2 separate regions of the Danio rerio genome follow, and region 2 is linked to region 1. A link is a contact called in public Hi-C data. All regions are on one chromosome and are shown on one strand. Each heading gives the region's core, a stretch centred on a gene start, on an enhancer-like site or on the middle of the called end of the contact. The rest is flanking DNA. Distances are from core to core; before and after follow the strand shown.

Evidence for each region. Hi-C and Micro-C count contacts between places; a contact is called where the count stands out from the background.
Region 2: a contact with region 1 is called in a Hi-C map of an unstated tissue, with 1.9 times the contacts expected there. The contact joins the promoter of larp4ab here to the enhancer-like site in region 1. A contact is called at or near these places in 3 of 18 Hi-C or Micro-C datasets (caudal fin, hematopoietic stem cells and an unstated tissue).

What each region holds. Positions count from the first base shown.
Region 1 is chr6:42,167,411-42,171,674 of GRCz12tu, reverse strand. atf7b (activating transcription factor 7b) reads left to right here. Exons shown (of 10, transcript NM_001025549.1): 7 at 1,939-2,058; 8 at 2,486-2,674. Among named protein-coding and RNA genes, the nearest start is that of atf7b, 12 kb to the left of the region's middle. Within about 2 kb of position 2,039, at least 5 of the 62 cell types and tissues checked have an H3K27ac peak or open chromatin away from gene starts, as enhancers often do.
Region 2 is chr6:42,208,795-42,212,936 of GRCz12tu, reverse strand. larp4ab (La ribonucleoprotein 4Ab) reads left to right here and starts at 2,475. Exons shown (of 16, transcript XM_073954384.1): 1 at 2,475-2,879. The coding sequence starts at 2,775.

The DNA.
Region 1 (4,264 bases), core at 790-3,289:
GTTAATGCTGTCTAATTGTAATTGAATTGCTATCAAGGCATTTGTTCAGAAGTTCTGATTCATGAATTGAATAGCATGCTTTAATGATTGAGTCATTAGCTATCTTTCCAATTATGCAAATTAATTTTATGTGCAAAACTGGATTATCGGATTAAAGACACGCAAATAAAGCAGCGTTTCCATCCAAAGAGTCAGAGAACAAAGTCGTCAATTCCTGATCAGCTGTCGCTAAACATCCAAAGTAAAAGCAGAATTTTCTGCGGTTGAAGCTGCGTAAATATTTTTTCTTTTAATAAATTAGTTGCGTCTCTGATAACAATGCTGACATGTAATGATTGGGTGGTGTCGTTTGAAGGCATTAGATGTGGAGCACGATGCTCTTGACCAGGGGTCTTAAACTCAAATTGGCGGGACCATGTCAGTGACTGAGAATTCATAGGAGGGCAGTTTGAACATCCTTATTGGGAAAATCTATTAATCAGACCATTTGAACCAAAAATTAGCAAAATTATAATATTTACACCACCAGCATAATGTGTGAGTCATGAAGAGGTGTTTTTACAACAAGATACAAGTGGTATAAAACTGATTATAATTAAATGACCCTTGAATATTTAAAATAATAGAGCTTTAGTAAAAAAGAGCACTTACGCACATGTATTTTTACGCTTAAATCAGCCCCAGAAATAATCTGCATGTGCGTTACACTCGACCGCATACTGAGAAAAAACGAAAGTAACCCAAATATATAGTACAGTACCTTAAAAGTCAACAACAATATTAGTGATTCAAAAAACAGTTTTGTCTGTCCGAATCTTGTTATATTTTTGACGTCAGTTGGGGGCTGGAGGGAGGAGGAGGGGTGTCAGTTTGAGACCTCTGCTCTTAATAATTCTGAAAGTAATTAATGATATAAAAACGCTAATACTGAAGTGGTTTAGGCATTTTAGTATGACCAATACAACATTTCAGATGTTTTACAATGTGTTCAGCCTGCTGGTTTGTCCATTCACACGCCATACATTTTTAATATCACATGATCTCTTATAACAAAATCACATGACTTCTTTAATGCACATACTGGAATTTGTTTGGTAAAAGTGTTTCCATCGTAGATTGTGCGCATCTTTTCTTATCGAATAAATAGTTTATCCTACTCCGTTATGCACATACGTCTTTTATGCACATTTTTCAAAATGTATGCGCATCTTGGCATTTCCATCAACCATTTTTATGCATATATTCAAAATGCCCATAAAAATAGGTGGATGGAAACATGGCCATTGAATAGTTTATTGACAAGATTTTTTAAAAATGCTGCTTCATCCATTAGTTAAACAAGTTAGTGTGCTTTACTACTAGCTATGCATTTTATTTGACCATCTCCTGCCTTCAGTAAATTTCCTGAATTGAGTTTTGAGTGAAATATGTAAAGTATACAAACACTGTATAATAAGTGTAGTTTAATCATTTTCAGTAAAAGGCCATAGCTGTTTAGCTTACCCACTTGTGGAATATCTGTTATGTGTGCTTTTGCCTTCTTTTTTTTTTTTTTTGCTTTTGTTTAACCTTTTTACACCATCAGCATGTCAAGTTAAAAATAGTCCAGCATTTATGAAGTCTGTTGCACTCTGTCCAGCTGTTTTGAAATCCAAGAATACATCTAATGTGAACAATCCTAGCGACTCAATCATTTAAAATATGCAATGTTGTTTACCCCCTCTCTCTCTAGTTATATCTGAAAATATGCCCTACATCCCTACTTGTGAAAACCTCCCACAGACATGCTTTGTTCTTAAAATAATGGCATTTACTATCTTCCTGTATCTGTGAAAACATTTTCAGCAGCACGACCCTCAAAACAACAACACATCTGTTTTGTATTTGTGTCTATAGTACATTAAACTCGTGTTGCTATGTGTGTGTGTATATATATAGCTTGCCAGATCATCAAACACAGTGCCCAATATCCCAGGGATTCCAGGCCCTCCTATTGGCGGAAGCAGCAGCGGCTCCTCCTCTCCGTCTGGATACAGTACACACTCTGATGCCAAGACGGTGAGAATGAGCACACATACACCCACACTAGCACATGCACTGTTTATTCAGGTATAAATGCTGAAAACGGGCTTATTATGTAACTTTTAAGTAACTACACTAATGTAACACACGGGGCTTTTTTAGCATTAATTTACACGCTGTGGTGTTTGCTTGTGTTTGTGTATGGGATCTGTCTCCATCTAGAGGCTAAAAGCAGCACTATCTCAGCCGAGTCCTAGTGGACCAGCACCAATTCAAAAAACTGATCACACTGAGACACCATCACCTGCTCAACCACAGGTGCTCACAGACACCTCATACCTGTGTTACATATAATCCTTACATTTAATGGGCTTAAATGGGATACGTGCAATGCTTCAGCTGAGCTTATTTTCTGTTTAACCCACATTCAGTGGATCTGACAGGCCATGGTTTTGTCCTGCAGGTATCTCCCGCTCCTCCAAAAGGTGGACGCAGACGCCGCGGGGCTGATATTGAGCCGGATGAACGCCGGCGTCGCTTTCTTGAACGAAACAGAGCTGCTGCTTCTCGTTGCCGGCAGAAGCGGAAAGTGTGGGTCAGTGCTCTGGAGAAGCGTGCGGAGGAGCTGGCTAATGCTAACGTCTCACTTACTGTGAGTGATGAGATAATTTTTTCTGATTTTGTTCTTTTTAATGCTGATGTTTTTCATTAGTTTGGGGTCAGTATTATTTCTCTTTTATTTCATACTTACTTTCAGCATTGAATTCAGATTCTTTTAACATTAATATTTAGAATATATGCATTAAATTAATCCGAAAGAATACATACACACCTACACACATATTTTTTATACATTTAAATACAAAAATGTAATTTACAGTTTATTTTTTGCATAAAATGGCAATAGGTCAAAGTAATAAAAAGCATAGCATGTTTTAGCATGTGCCCAAATATTTTATAAAAGCCAAAAACCAAACTTGATTGAGGGCTGTGGGCCGAAGTTGAATATAACAAACAGTATTATCATAAATTTGCCATGTGTAATTTCCTAATTTGTTGCTAATATTTAAAAATAACTAGAAAATGTTGCTTTAAAACATTATAATGATGCAATCACTTTTAATGTTTTATAATTAATTACAGTAAAAACGTAAACGATACTATTTATAACACAATGCTGATCAATGCTGAATACACTAGTTGAGCTGCTCCTGCCTTTGCCTTGATTTGCTTACTGATGTGCATTGTGCATTGTCCTCTATCTGTAAAGTGGCAGTATTTACATTTTAAAAGACTGATTGTATTTAGAGTATATCATTTTAGTTGCCTTTTTGTAGTTCCTCAATTAAACAACGTTACCTTTTGTTTCTTTAAATTTGAAATGACTATCTCTGTCAAAGGCATTCGCCCCAACCAACTCCCCAGCATTCTCCCTCAGTTCTCAGATAAGATGGCGGACCAAACAATGGGTTACCATGGGCCAACTTTGGGCACCTCTGATTTAATGGTTTATTAAACTGTTTAACTAATATTTTAACCAGAGTAGTTTTAATAAAATCAATTTTTCAGGTGAGAAATTTTAAGCCCTGCTCGCACTGTGAGATTTCAGCAACGGTTTTGTCATCTGAGTGAAATTTGGGAAATCCTAAAAAATTAACTTCCAGGCTAAAATCTGTGATCTTTAATCGTTTGTTTGACATGTTCACCAACAGCCGCTTAATGCCTGTTGCGATCAAATTTTCTCTCTGATGAAGTTCTGGTAGTTTTAGAAGATTTCAGACACTTTCCTGCAGTTAGACAACAGCTGCAATGAGCATCAACCCAAGAACCAATAGGAGCACCGAATCTGATCATGCAATCCATGTGACAATTTAAATTTGTTCCTGGTTTTATTGAGGCACGCTGTGTGCAAACTTGCCACTACAGATTGTTTATGTTTGCTGTGAGGAATCATTTCAGAACGCGTGATAGTGAAAGTGTCATGGGTAGATGATGTCAAAATTCCTCTTTTCCTCCGTTTTGTTCCATGTTTGGCACGTCATCTTAGTTGTGATATTGCAATTTCGATTTGATTTGCGATTTAATTTTGTAGTCAAGCTTCAGCTCAGTAATCTCTATCGTAGCTTCTTACTACTAAAATGCAGTGAGTGTTAGTTAAAAAAGGAACTGAAAAGATATGAACTTATTCAAATAAATTTTTAAATATTCAGAAATAAAAACCTCATTTTTCTAGAGAGCAAAC
Region 2 (4,142 bases), core at 1,226-3,725, 41 kb before region 1:
TAGATGGACTATCCATACATCTCTGTAATGACTCACATAACTTAATAATAAAGTCATCTGGAATGGCAAAGAAAGTGTTCTTGCAGGATTCCCAGAGTTCATCAAGACTCTAGATTAATCTTTAATGCCTCCTCCATCTTACTCTAGAGATGCTCAATAGTTTTCGTGTTTGGTGACTGGGCAGGCCAATCCTGGAGCACCTTGACCTTTGCTTTCAGGAACTTTCACAGCCCTCTCCTGTGGTTTGTAATGTAATTGGCAGCACAAATTCCTTGATACCTCAGGCTGTTGATGTTGCCATCCACTCTGCAGATCTCTTGCATGCCCCTATACTGAATGTGACCCCAAATCATGATTTTTCCTTCACCAAACTTGACTGATTTCTGTGAGAATCTTGGGTCCATGCAGGTTCCAATGGGTCTTCTGCAGTATTTGTAATGATTGGGATGCTGTTCAACAGATGATTCATCAGAAAAATCTACCGTCTGCCGTCATGATTGTCTATGAATGATTCTCTGTGTCATTATCGTCTGTAGATGATCCCCTCGTCAGGATCGTCTGTAGATGATCTTCTCATCAGGATCGTCTGCAGATAATTTTCTGTGTCATGATCGTCTGTAGATGATCCCCTCATCAGGATTGTCTGTGGATAATTCTCTGTGTCATGATCGTCTGTAGGTGATACCCTCGTCATGACCGTCTGGATGATTCTGTGTCATGATTGTCTGTGGATGATTCTGTGTCATGATTGTCTGTGGATGATTCTGTGTCATTAGCCGGCAGCTAGCTTTCTGCAACTCTCACATGGTCGCCCACTGAAGCTAAGGGCTGCGCCAGGTCAGTACTTGGATGGGAGACCACATGGCAAAGCTAGGTTGATGCCGGAAGTAGTGTTAGTGAGGCCAGCAGGGAGTGCCCAACCTGCATCCTGTGTGGATCCTAATGCCCCAGTATAGTGACGGGGACTCGATACTGTTCAGTTAGCGCCATCTTTTGGATGAGATGTTTAACCAAGGTCCTGAATCTCTGTGGTCATTAAAAATCCCAGGATGTCTTTCGATGGTTTGTGAATGATTCGCTGTGTCATAATTTTTTGATGATTCTCTGTGTCATGATAATCAGTGGATGATTCGCTGTGTCATGATCGTCTATTGATAATTCTCTGTCATGATAGGCTATAAATAATCTGTGTCAATCATTTGCTGTGTTATAATGGTCTGTGGATAATTCTCTGTGTCATGATCGTCTATGAATGGTCTGTGTGTGTCGAAGATTGGCTGTGTTATGATGGTCTGTATGATTCTTTGTGACGTGATTATATAGTATGTTATGTATTATATTGGTTGGTCTGTAGATGATTCTGTGTCATGGCTCATGGTTGTCTGTGGGTCTGTGAAGATAATTTGCTGTGTTTTGATGGTCTCTGTGGATGTTTATGGATGATTCGCTGTCACAATAAATTTTGGATGATTTCCTGTGTCATGATGGTCTGTGAATGATTTGATGTGTCATCATCATCTGTGGGTGGTCTGTGGGTGTTTCTCTGTTCCATTATCATCTATGAATGGTCTTGTAGGGATGGTTTACAGTTTGACCTAATGAATGACCAGTCTGGTAGATGAAGAAGAGCGGGACTCAGAGATTTAAATAAATAAATCTAGTTGAAGCTGGCTTCTGCTGATGAAACTGCAAACTATCTTAAAGATACTTGATTTATTCAAATCTCTGACTCCGGCTCTTCTTCATCTATCAGACTGATCATTCATTAGGTCAAACTGCAAACCATCCCTACATTTTGTGTCGATGATTTACTGTGTTATGATGGTCTGTATCATTTGCTGTGTCGTGATCATACAGTATGTTTATGGATGGTCGGTAGATGATCCTGTGACATGGTCTTCTGTGGTTGGTCTGTGAAGATGATTTGCTGTGTTATGATGGTCTCTGTGGATGTTTATGGGTGATTCGCTGTCTCATAATAATTTTTGGATGATTTCATGTTTCATGATGGTCTGTGGATGATTTGATTTGTCATGACGGTCTGTGGATGGTCTGTGTCGATGATTTGCTGTGTCATGATGATCTGTGGATGATTTGCTGTGTCATCATCATCTGTGGTCTGTTGATGTTGCTCTGCCATTGTCGTCTATGAATGGTCTGTGGATGTCGATGATTTGTGTCATGATCGTCTGTGGATGATTCTGTGTTATTATCGTCTGTGGATGATTCTGTGTCATGGTCGTCTGTTGTTGTTCTGTGTGAATTATTTGCTGTTTCATCATGATCTGTGGACGGCGATGATGATCTGTGTTTGGCCCGCGGATGATTCGCTGTGTCATGTTCGCTGTTGCCCGGCTGCAGATTCTCGGAGCGTCTGTCGCTATGCGGCGAGGGCGCCTGCTGGTTGCTATGCGGGCGCGACGCGTGTTGAGCGCTGTTGCCAGGGAAGAGCGAGCGCCATGGAGGGGGTGGTCGCATTGTCTGTCGGGACGGTGGCGGTGTGTGAATTTCTGCCTTCTGTCAGAAACGTTCGCTGATCTCCTTTAAGGCTAATTAGGGAATGAAGCAGACCCCTTCTGGAGATACATTCGCGGACGTTCGTGTTATTAGCGCGGCCCCGTTTTCTTTTTCATTTACTTTCTGAAACGGTAAGAGCAACCTGTCCTAACTAGCTAGAGCAAGTGCTTGTTGCGTTCAACCGGCGAGAGGAGCGGGCGAGGAGATCGCGGAGAGAGAGGGAGAGTGACCGGCCGGTGCAGAGCTAGAGGCGGCCGATGACTTCGGAGAGCAGCGGCCAAGCGCAACAGAAGGCGGAGGTCGAGCCGGGATCAGTCGTCCGAGATCAAGAGGAGAAAACCGGCGAGAAGCACGGCGGCATGGTGAGCTCAGGCCTGTGGTGCTGAATCGGCACAACCCCCTTGAACCCTCCCCCTAAACATAACGTTAACTTTTCCCGTAGAACTGAACACTCATAATTATGACAAACGAGTTTTAACTACCCAGACTGTCTTTTATCGAACCGTTCGGCACCTCTGTTTACTTGTATTATGTTGAAAAGCTAACGTTAACATTATGTGTCCTCGCTCGGTGCCCTGTAGATTAGTTCCTAAGCAAAGGTATCGATTTATCGAAGTCGTTCAGCTTAATAACCGCTTAGTTGAGTATTAGCCACGTCTGGCTAGCCGGCTTTAGGTCAGAGACCGTTAAGTCGACATTACTAGGCAACATACTTTAAATCTGTTGGCTTCGTGTGCGCATAAATTACAAAGCACGTGCTCATATTCTAGCCAGCGGAGCTCGATACTGTAATGTTTTCATAACTCTGACGCGCGTGACACATGTTTGGTTGACAAATGTTTTATTGCAAGTAGGTTAACGTAGTTTGGATGTTAATTCAAATATGTCGAGATCACCTGACAGCCTGCTTTGGGCCACATCTAACTTTACTTATTAAAAATTAACTGCTTCTTGCTGTAGTTTGGCAATCATTCACTGGAGCAATAAGACTAAAGCAATAAGACATTTAAAGAGTATAATAAGTATTATTATATCCCAGCGGTTACAATTACATTTATTGGATTGTTCTCACACAAGTAAATGTAGTTTAACAGCCAGTCGAGTTTTGTGGGTGTTTTTCTTTTTTAGTTAACAGATCAAACAAATGATAACTCTCTTGTACTTTGAACATGTCTGGTTCATCAGGAACGTTGTGCTGTTATAGATTTACCCGGATTCTATGTGCCTCTATAAAGGATGCTAGGGGTCGTTTGTTGTTGTACTAAATGATTAGGTTGTCTTAACTTTGTACTGTTATATTATTAGGTCAAACCTTGGTCATTTAAATTGATGTTTATTTAAGAATTTTCCTTAAGAATTTTCCTTATGAAGATCACATACAGTATATTGGATTATCATATTCATGCGACCATGGTGTTCAAATTGTACCTCTGTGCCATTGTGCTACATTGGTGGTTGGTGTCAGATCTGGACTCGCACCAAAATGAAACTTGCATATTCAGGTTTGATTCCAGTTTCTGTGCCAAGCTTCTTCTGCAGGGTGCTCTCTCTCTTTATTTTAGCATTATGCCAACATCTTTCTAATACAGTATGTACAATTCTGTATCCTTACAGTAGTGGGATAC